Linked DNA regions of Rattus norvegicus: region 1 is linked to region 2. A link is a contact called in public Hi-C data. All regions are on one chromosome and are shown on one strand. The core of a region is the stretch at or near the end of the contact, and the rest is flanking DNA. Distances in the headings are between cores, read along the strand shown.

What was found. A called contact is a pair of places that touch in the nucleus more often than the background predicts.
Region 1: a contact with region 2 is called in a Hi-C map of prefrontal cortex, with 2.6 times the contacts expected there. The contact joins the promoter of Pik3ip1 here to the promoter of Patz1 in region 2. A contact is called at or near these places in 3 of 12 Hi-C or Micro-C datasets (frontal cortex, prefrontal cortex and psoas muscle) and 1 of 1 datasets of contacts at active chromatin or transcription factors (oligodendrocytes).

What each region holds. Positions count from the first base shown.
Region 1 is chr14:82,427,020-82,431,141 of GRCr8, reverse strand. Pik3ip1 (phosphoinositide-3-kinase interacting protein 1) reads right to left here and starts at 2,827. Exons shown (of 6, transcript NM_001395158.1): 1 at 2,629-2,827; 2 at 1,666-1,782; 3 at 1,469-1,588; 4 at 262-474; 5 at 91-169. The coding sequence starts at 2,698. It also overlaps a transcript of Limk2 not described here.
Region 2 is chr14:82,377,016-82,381,355 of GRCr8, reverse strand. Patz1 (POZ (BTB) and AT hook containing zinc finger 1) reads right to left here and starts at 2,935. Exons shown (of 4, transcript NM_001107231.2): 1 at 1,665-2,935; 2 at 231-294. The coding sequence starts at 2,935.

The DNA of each region.
Region 1 (4,122 bases), core at 1,578-4,077, 50 kb before region 2:
CTTCCTTTTGAAAGACACCAAGAAGATGGTCTGATACTGTATCTCTTCCTCAGCCCTATTCCGTGGGAGTTGGGAAAAGAAACTACCCACCTCTTGTAAGTGTAGCCCAAGACGATGCCAACTCCAATAGCGATGATAATTACCGTCATAGTAACGCCCAACACGTAGCCTGCAAACGACAGGACATGAGGTCCCGTTAGCCACACCCTGGACCAGCAGCAAATGACATCATCTGTCGAATTCTGACACATGCAGCCATACCCAAAGTTCCCAGGTCTTTTTTTTCCTTGGAGTTCATCCTCACACGCTGACTGATCCCGATCACTGGCTGCACCTCTGCCGCCTCACTCCTGGCTGGCAGGGCGTTAGCAGGAGGGAACACCTGTGTCTCTTTGTCACCGGGCACACCAAACTTCTCTTCCAGCTCCGTTGTAGAGGACGGTGGTGGTGGTGGTGGTGCTTGGGAAGTGGTCTCTGGTAGAGGTGAGGTGAGAAACAGGTCTCATCAAGGACTGCCCTAAGTGCATTCTACAGTCAAACCTGACCTGACCTGACCTGACCTGACTGTTGGGGATGTTACAGGAAGGGTCAGCCCTAAAATGCTCCCCTAAACTGTTATCAAATCCTGCCCTGGCGAACACCTGAATTAAGGACCAGAGGCAGGAGCATCTCCATGAATCCCAGCCAGTCTTGCAAGCCGGGGCTACAAAGTGAGATCCTATCACAAACACAGAAAGAAAAAAAAAAAAAAAAAAACTTCTCCTGCCTTAGAGGCAAAATCAAGTCTGAAAGGGTTGCACTGTGGTTGGGATGTACCAGGCAAATCTGAGGAAATGGTCTCAAGAAACAATAGCCTCTCTCCTGCCTCCCACTTGTCTTATCAAGTCCTTGCAATCTTCCAACACCCAGCTGGGCTTGCCAGAGGGTTTCTCCAGTGACTGCACGCGGGTCTTCACAGCAGGAGACAACCCACACTGAGTGCAAGATTCCTGCCAATCCCAATGTTAAGGGCTTAACCTTGAGAACTGTCTTAATTTAATCCTAGAGAATTGTCTTAGTTTTCTTAAGTCTAAAAGCTTTGAATTCAAATCACAACACACCCATTGCCTTTGGCAGGTGGTCAAACTTCTGGGTGACTCAGGTCCCTCACACAGCTTCTTCCCTGAGACTGTGAGCTGGGGACGCTACACACAGTAAAGGCTGGTGGAGCGCTTTGCGGAACGAGCGAACTGCCTCCCACCGTTGTTTACAAGTGCTCGCAGAGGATGAGCTCACTCCGAATGCTGCGGCGGCCAATGGGCTTTGGGCTCCGCGGCCTGGAGATAGCTCTGACCAATCGGACCGCGCGGGGGTGGAACGGGGCGGGGCCGGGGTCGAGCAGCCGCACGTGCGCCGCGGGTGTAACCGCTGCTGCGCTGCTCGGCGCACGGGACTAACGTCCCCTACCCAGGGGTCCCAGGGCGGGTACCTGGGCAACGCAAGTCCTCGCAGGGCCGCTTTTCAGGGACGCCAGTCTCGCTGCTGATGTAGCACCAGGGCCCACGCGGATCCTGGTCCGGGTTCCGGCAGTAGTTGTGGTTGCCGGGGCCTGGGGTGGGGAGAAGAGGCGTTAAGGGCCGCGGCCGCCGCCCACCAACCCCGCCCGTCACCCCGGCGTTCACTCACTGGGCTGGGCGAGCGACTCGCCGCTGCCTTGCGCGGCCAACCAGTTGAGGCAGCGGAGACCCGGCGCGGGCGAGGGCTGGTCCTCCCGGTACAGGTGGCCGTTGTCCCAGAAGCAGCCTGTGAGGAAGAGGAACCCACCCGGGACCCTGAGTGCGGCTCTCTGGCCCCGTGGGCGAAAGCCCTGGGTACCTCAGAGAAAAGCGGAGAGCTTGAGTCATGCCCCTAGCGGCGTCTGGTCCACAGATAACAACAGTGAGATTTAGCTTTAAAAAAAAAAAAAAAGAAGAAGCTTGAGATCGCTGCACAAATGCAAAGGGTTGTTACTCCTGGACTTGGGACTACTTTGAAGGTGCAGGAAGCCTGGCTGAGGTCCTTCTGTGGAGATGACGAGTTTAGTTCTGGGCAGTCAGACATGGAAGTCATCCCAGTGTTGAGAAGTCAATGTTACATAAACTGACGTTCCCTTCTCCACGAATACAGCCACCTTCTGCTAGTTTAACAGACACCACCGGCTCCCAAGAGAATTTCACAAAAGCCTTTGACTCAGTGAAGCAAAAGATTCAATAGAGACTCCAGCTGAGGGAGCCTGCCACATCTCTTCAGCTCCCACTCCCCTCAGCAGAGAGCCACAGGAGGAGCTGCAGAGGGGAGGTTTGTGCGCCTGCCACACTATACAAATGGACTTTAAAAGGGTAGGACTCTGGGGAGTAGAAGAGATGAATTCCCAAGCTCCATCCACTCGTGTAAAAGGAGAGAGAAAGAGAAAGTGACTACTTGTCTTTGTTCTTAATGGCAAATATGGAGCTGCAACGAAGGAGAGAAGAAGGCTTTCGTAGGATAGCAAGAAAAGCAGCCAAAATCTTCCTTCCCTGTCAGCCTGGCCACATTTGGGAAATCTGGGGGCTTTAGCCGTTCTGCTTCATTAAGTTGCTGCAGAAAGGGAAGAAAAAAATGTAATCTCACCTCCAGATCCATAGGCTTCTGCCAGAAGCATGTTGCTGAGAAGAAATGTGTGTACCCAAGCCAACAGCATCCTCGCCTCTTCCGGCTTGCAGGTGACTGAACAGCCAGTGTCCGAATGGGGTCTCCTTGGCAGCAGTTTTGTCTTCTAGTTCCCAGCCTTGCAGTCAGACCGGCCCTTATTATGCTCTTCTGGTAAACAGCCTCTCTTTAGAACTGGGAGCTTCCCAGCTAGCTTGCTGCAGCCGAGGTGTTTTTCAGCTGAAAGGCGCCCCCTGGGTCCTAAGCCTCCTAGACCTTACCAGATCACTAACCCTGAGCCAAGAGAGGAACTCAGCCAAGTGGAGAGTGGCAGAGAGGTTTTGCTTAGCAGCAGATCCGTGTGAGACCTGCAGGACTCCATCCCCAGAGCTTTTCTTTTCCATCAGTGTGAGTACCGAGTCATTATGTCAGAAGGCATCGTGGAGTGGGGTGGATTAGGAGCCCCTAGAGCACTGCACAGTTGTAAGAGAGGATGCTGATTGCAGAAGCAGGAAGAATTTAAGACCACATAGGCGGCACAAATGAGTATTATTTGTCTGGAAGCAATATATTTAAAGTGTACTTTGCCAGGGCCAGTCCATCACATTCCTTTACTAACATTCGAGGTTTGGGGTATCCATATATAGTAGGAATACCGAAAGGGTATCTTTAGTGGAAAAACACGTTACACAAGCATTAGATTCGCTTAGCTATATTGTAAAATCCACCCTTTCTACCAGCCCAGTATATAGGAACTCCCTATATAACTCCCCTCAGCCAGTATATAGGAAATCCAGTTACAGTAATTTGTATCCTTAGTTAAACCACATCTGCACAACTTGGGGCTTTTGGAGTTAGGGAAGGGGAGGCGCTTCTTCTGTTTGGCTGGCAGCTGAAGTTCCCCAGCAGCCTCAGTAAACTGAGAGATAGAACAGAGTGGTTTGCCAAGACTACCTTGTGACTCGGGCAACACCAAGAATAGAAGTGGGAGACTGTTTTATCTTGCCACAGTGTAGGGAGGGAAAGTAACACGACTAAATAAGTTTTATGGCCTTTATCATAGTGGAAAGCTAATGCGATTCTAAGTATGAGAAGTGATTGAACCCTGATGTGTCCTTTAAAAGAATAAGGGTTCGTTTTTATTTGTGTCTGTGCTCAGGAAACCTTCAGGGCCTCTAGAAATGGGGTGATGGCAGAAGTGGGATGATGGCTAATGTGAGCGATGGGAGCTCAGGCCACCTCTTCTGGAAGAGCAGCAAGTATTCCTAACCTCTGAACCCACCTGACATGCTTCTTAAAAACATTATGTCCGTGGGGGGAGGGTTGGGAGGGGAACACCCATAAGGAAGGGGAGGGGGGAGGGGGATGTTTGCCCGGAAACTGGGAAAGGGAATAACACTCGAAATGTATATAAGAAATACTCAAGTTAATAAAAAAAAAAAAAGAATACTTTGAAAAGTCAAAAAAACAAAAAAA
Region 2 (4,340 bases), core at 1,686-4,185:
CCAGGACAGACAAGCTAAGCAACAGAATGGAGGAAAAGACCAGAAACTAGAAACAAGTGACCAAAACAGAGGCCTGTGGCCCTGGGGAAGCAGAGGAGGCTGGGGATAGAACAAAGGAGGCCAGAGGACGGACAGGGGCGACAAGAGTGGGAGGTGTGTGCAAAGCAGTGCTCAGCAAGGCTGGGAGGACGGCACTCTTCCACCCAACTGTACCCTGGCCCCGTCCCTACCTGACATTTGTGAGGGCGCTCAGACGTGTGCACCTGCTTGATATGTCCATTCAAGTGATCTGGCCTGCAAAGAGAAAACAGACTTTAAAAACAAGACATCAGTCTCCTCCACTCCCACCACATCCCCCCCTTCTAGAGAGAACTCCACCCCAGCAAGACAAAGACAAAGTCATCACCGAGCTCTAGCTCCAGGGGCCCAAGCATTTCGGCCATCCCCCCACACACACAACGGGGGGGGGGGGGGGGAGCAAATGTTCTGCTCAGATCTAGCTAACCCCACCCCACCCCACCCCCAGCAGAAATTCAATGATTTCTAGGACCTGAGGCAGCAGCTTTAGAATGACACAGGGATGCCTTGCCCAGCCTTTCGGGGAGGGGTGGGTGTGGGACTCATTGTCCAGACTAAAGCCCCTTAGAAGCACTGCGTTCCCCTCCCCCCAGCCTCTCCCGCCACAGCAGCCAATGAATGCCACCCGGATGGAATTCAGTCCCCAGAGGCCAGGGACAGAGCTTTAAGTCCCCAGCTGGACTGGCAAGCCAGATGCCCGCCAGAGCAGGTGGGCAGGGGCTGTCCGACCGGTAAGACTGGTTCCTAGTTGGGGCCTCTCTGGGGGAATTCTGTTCCTAAGCTCTCACACATACAAGATCCTTGGGATTTAAGTTAAAACCAGCCTTTTATTCAATATTCTCAAACTGAGAGAAAAAACAAAACGACAGCCCTCTGCTCCCAGGAAAGTCTTCAGTTCCTAAGAAGGCTCACTAAAAGTTGAAAAGAAGGTCTGTCCTGAGAACAGACGGATGACCTGTAGGTCCACTGGATTCTGCAGCCACCAGGTCACAGAGCATCGGATTCCAGTATTACTATTGCAAAACAGCCCTGTGTAGCCGGCTTTTACGCCTCTCAAACCTAGGGTCACTTGAGGGGCATAGCTGGAAGCTACTGCTTTGGGCCGGCCTGCTCAAACTGGTGAAGGATCTGGGCCTCGGAACTGTAAAGAGTCCTAGACACACTTGTTCAGTTCCTCCCTCCGAAGCCATTCAGGCGGGGAAAGTCGAGGGAGGAGCCCAGCCTCCCGCCCCCAGAGGGGGCCCCACGCCTGGTGCCGGAAACACAAAGGGAACCAGGGGAGAAGAATGGGGAGGCCCAATGGCTCTGGCCTAAGGAATCTGGCCCCTTCCTACAGGCCCCCGGGAGGGTGAAGCTAGTAGGGCACCCTGGTGCCAGAGAACTTGCCTGAAGGCATAGATGCAGCTCTTGGCCACACCACGTCAAAGCCGGGTATCTTAAAACATTTAAACATGGTATGCCCTGTTAAGGTCCAGTGACCCTCCACCCGGACAAGATCCACATCCCCCCGATCCTGGCAAGGATCTGTCTTGAAACAGAACTAAGATAATACACAGCAGGGAGTGGGGGGAGGGTGCCATCCTCACCTGGAGAAGCCTTTCCCACAGCTCTGGCAGATGTACGGTTTGCCCACTGACCCATCATGGGACCTCACATGGTACGACATGCGGTCTTTTCTCTTGAACCGCAGACCACACACCGGGCACGAGTACGGCTTCTCCCCAGAGTGGGACAGCTTATGCCGGTTGAGATGGTATACGTCACGAAAGATCTTGCCACAGATCTCACAAGCCACCTGCTTCCTGGTCCGGCTCCTTTTTCTGGGGCCGTCGGGGTCCTCGGAGATGGGTAACCCATTCTCACCCAGCCTTGGAGGAGGAAGATCGATATAGCCCAACTGGAGGCTTGTGACGCCGTGCTGGGCCTCATGTTGCCGGAGCCGGTTGGCGTCAGTGAACACCTTACCGCACAGGCCACATGGAAGGATGCCTGCTTCCCTCAAGCCCCCTGGAGACCCAAACATGGAGTCCAGCAGGTTGGCCTTCCTGGGGCGTCCCCGGCCTCGCTTGCCAGTCAGAGGAGGTGCACTGGATGCCACATTGGGGAATGGAGAAGTCAGTAGTTGGGGGGATAGAGGTCCAGCCACCATGGGCAATCTGTCCACCCCAGGTAACACAGGCAGGGAAGCTTGGCCCGCAATAGCAGCACCTGTGGCCCTGGCAGCCTCTTCCTCGGGCTGCATACTGCCAGCAATACCATTACTGTTGGCTGCCATGGCTGCCCCGTTGGTCATGTCCAAAGGGAAGCCCAAGTCAGAAGTCCCAGGAGGGCGAAAGAGCATGATATCAGCCCGGGCAGGGGGCACCAGGATCTGCACGTTGGACTGTTTGATTACTTCCTGGCAGATCTCGATGACCGACCTCATCAGCAGGAACTTGGCGGCCGTCATGAGCTCGGGGAAGCTCTCTAGGCGCACAACGATTCGGGACGTGTAAGCGAAGTCCAGGATGTCTCCGAACACTTTGGAACTGATGGTGTGCATCTCCAGTTCGCGGCTGCCTCCAGCCCCGCCGCCTGGAGCCGCCGCCGCGCCTCCCACATCAGCAGGACCACCGTCTGCAGCTCCGCCGTCGCCTAACTGGGCGCTGAACACAGACTCAAAGTACTCGCTGCAGGCAGCCAGTACAGCGCGGTGCGCTGGGAAGCTCTCATCGCCTACCCGTAGGAGCACGTCGCAAAAGCGCCCGCCGTTTTTGCGTTGTTGGTTCAGGTTGTGCAGCATCTCCGTACTGTGTCTGCTCACCTGGTAGGTGTAGCAGCCCGACGGACCGCAAGAAGCGTCGTTGACCCGCTCCATGGTCGCTGCCCCTTCCCCACTAGCCGGGCCGGGCACCCGCCAGTCCCTAGTCCCTTCCCTTAAGCAGCGAGACGCCTTGTGCAGCGGACCACTCACACTCCCGGCACGTGCGGCCCAGGGCTCCGTAGTACTCTAAGGTGCGCCCAGCGCACACGCCCCCTGCTCTAATAAAAAGGCCTAGACCCAGCGGGGCATTGCCCCCCACATAGCCGCGCTTAACCTACCCCGGACCCGCGTAGCACTCCCTCTCCGCCTGCCCGCCTCCCTCTCTAGGTCTACCTTCCAGGGGGTAAACGAGCGAAGAGGTGCGCCCCTCCGGCAAAAGCGGCTGCCACCTCCCCTCCCGCCCGCCAGGCGGCGCCGGCGCGCAGCCAAAAGGCGCGCGCGCGCGGGGAGGAGGAGGGGTCCGCCGCGCAAGCGCAAGCGCGCGCTCCGAGGCTTTTCCCGGGCCCGCTGGGGGCGCGCGCTGCGTCCCCTGCAAAGCGCGAGCCGGGGTGGGGGCGCCGGAGCAAAGGAAACAAAAGGCGAAGGCGAAGGCGGCGGTCGGCGCGCACGGGGGCGGTGGCGTAGGCCGGGTCTTGGAGCCCGGCGAAGGCGGCGACCGAAGCGAGCGGGTGGCTGCAGCAGGGTGGGCCCTTTCCCAAGCCAGGCACGAGTGGCGGCGGCGCTGCGGCCCCAGGCTCCGTGCGTTCGGAACGGAGGAAAGATGGCAGCGGCTGCACTTCCTCTTGCACTTTCACCCCTGGGGGGAGGAGAAGGAGGGGGCGATACCAACAACACCCCCCCCAGCTTGCAGAAAGAAGAAAGCAGTGAGCTCGGCGTGGGGGGTCTCGGTGGCCCCGGCCCAGCACGTGCGCATCGGGCTCCCTAGCCTGGGCCGCCTAGCGCTGCAAACTTTCCACTTTCTTTGTGCCGAGCGCCCCCCCCTCACCCAGCGGAGGATGCACGTCCCCCATTCCCTATTTATACACCCCCCCCCTGCAGCTCCGCTCCCCCCGCTTCCTGCCCCCCTCCCAACTCCCCAGCTCCGCCAATGCTCGCACAGCCTGATCCTCCGCCTCCCCACCCCGCCCGCGGGGCCGGGGGCTGCAGCCTCAGCCACCCCCAACTCCCCCCCCCGACCCCGACCAATACGATCCAAGCGCCGAGCCAGCGAACCAGCTACAGCCGCCCCTCCGATGCCCGCCCAGAGTGTAGGCGAGCGTGCGGGAGGGGCGGCCAGAGCCAGTGGATCTGAGCCCCCCAGCCTGCCTTGCGTACCGGCAGGTCCGACGGGCATCAGCACCCTGCCTAGTTTTCCTTTGATGGCCGAAATCCCTAGAAGTCGGCTGGGACCTCCCGGTCTGCAGCCGTAGGAAGGACGCGGGATCCCGACCCGACGCAGGCGGAACCTTCTGCCCGCTTC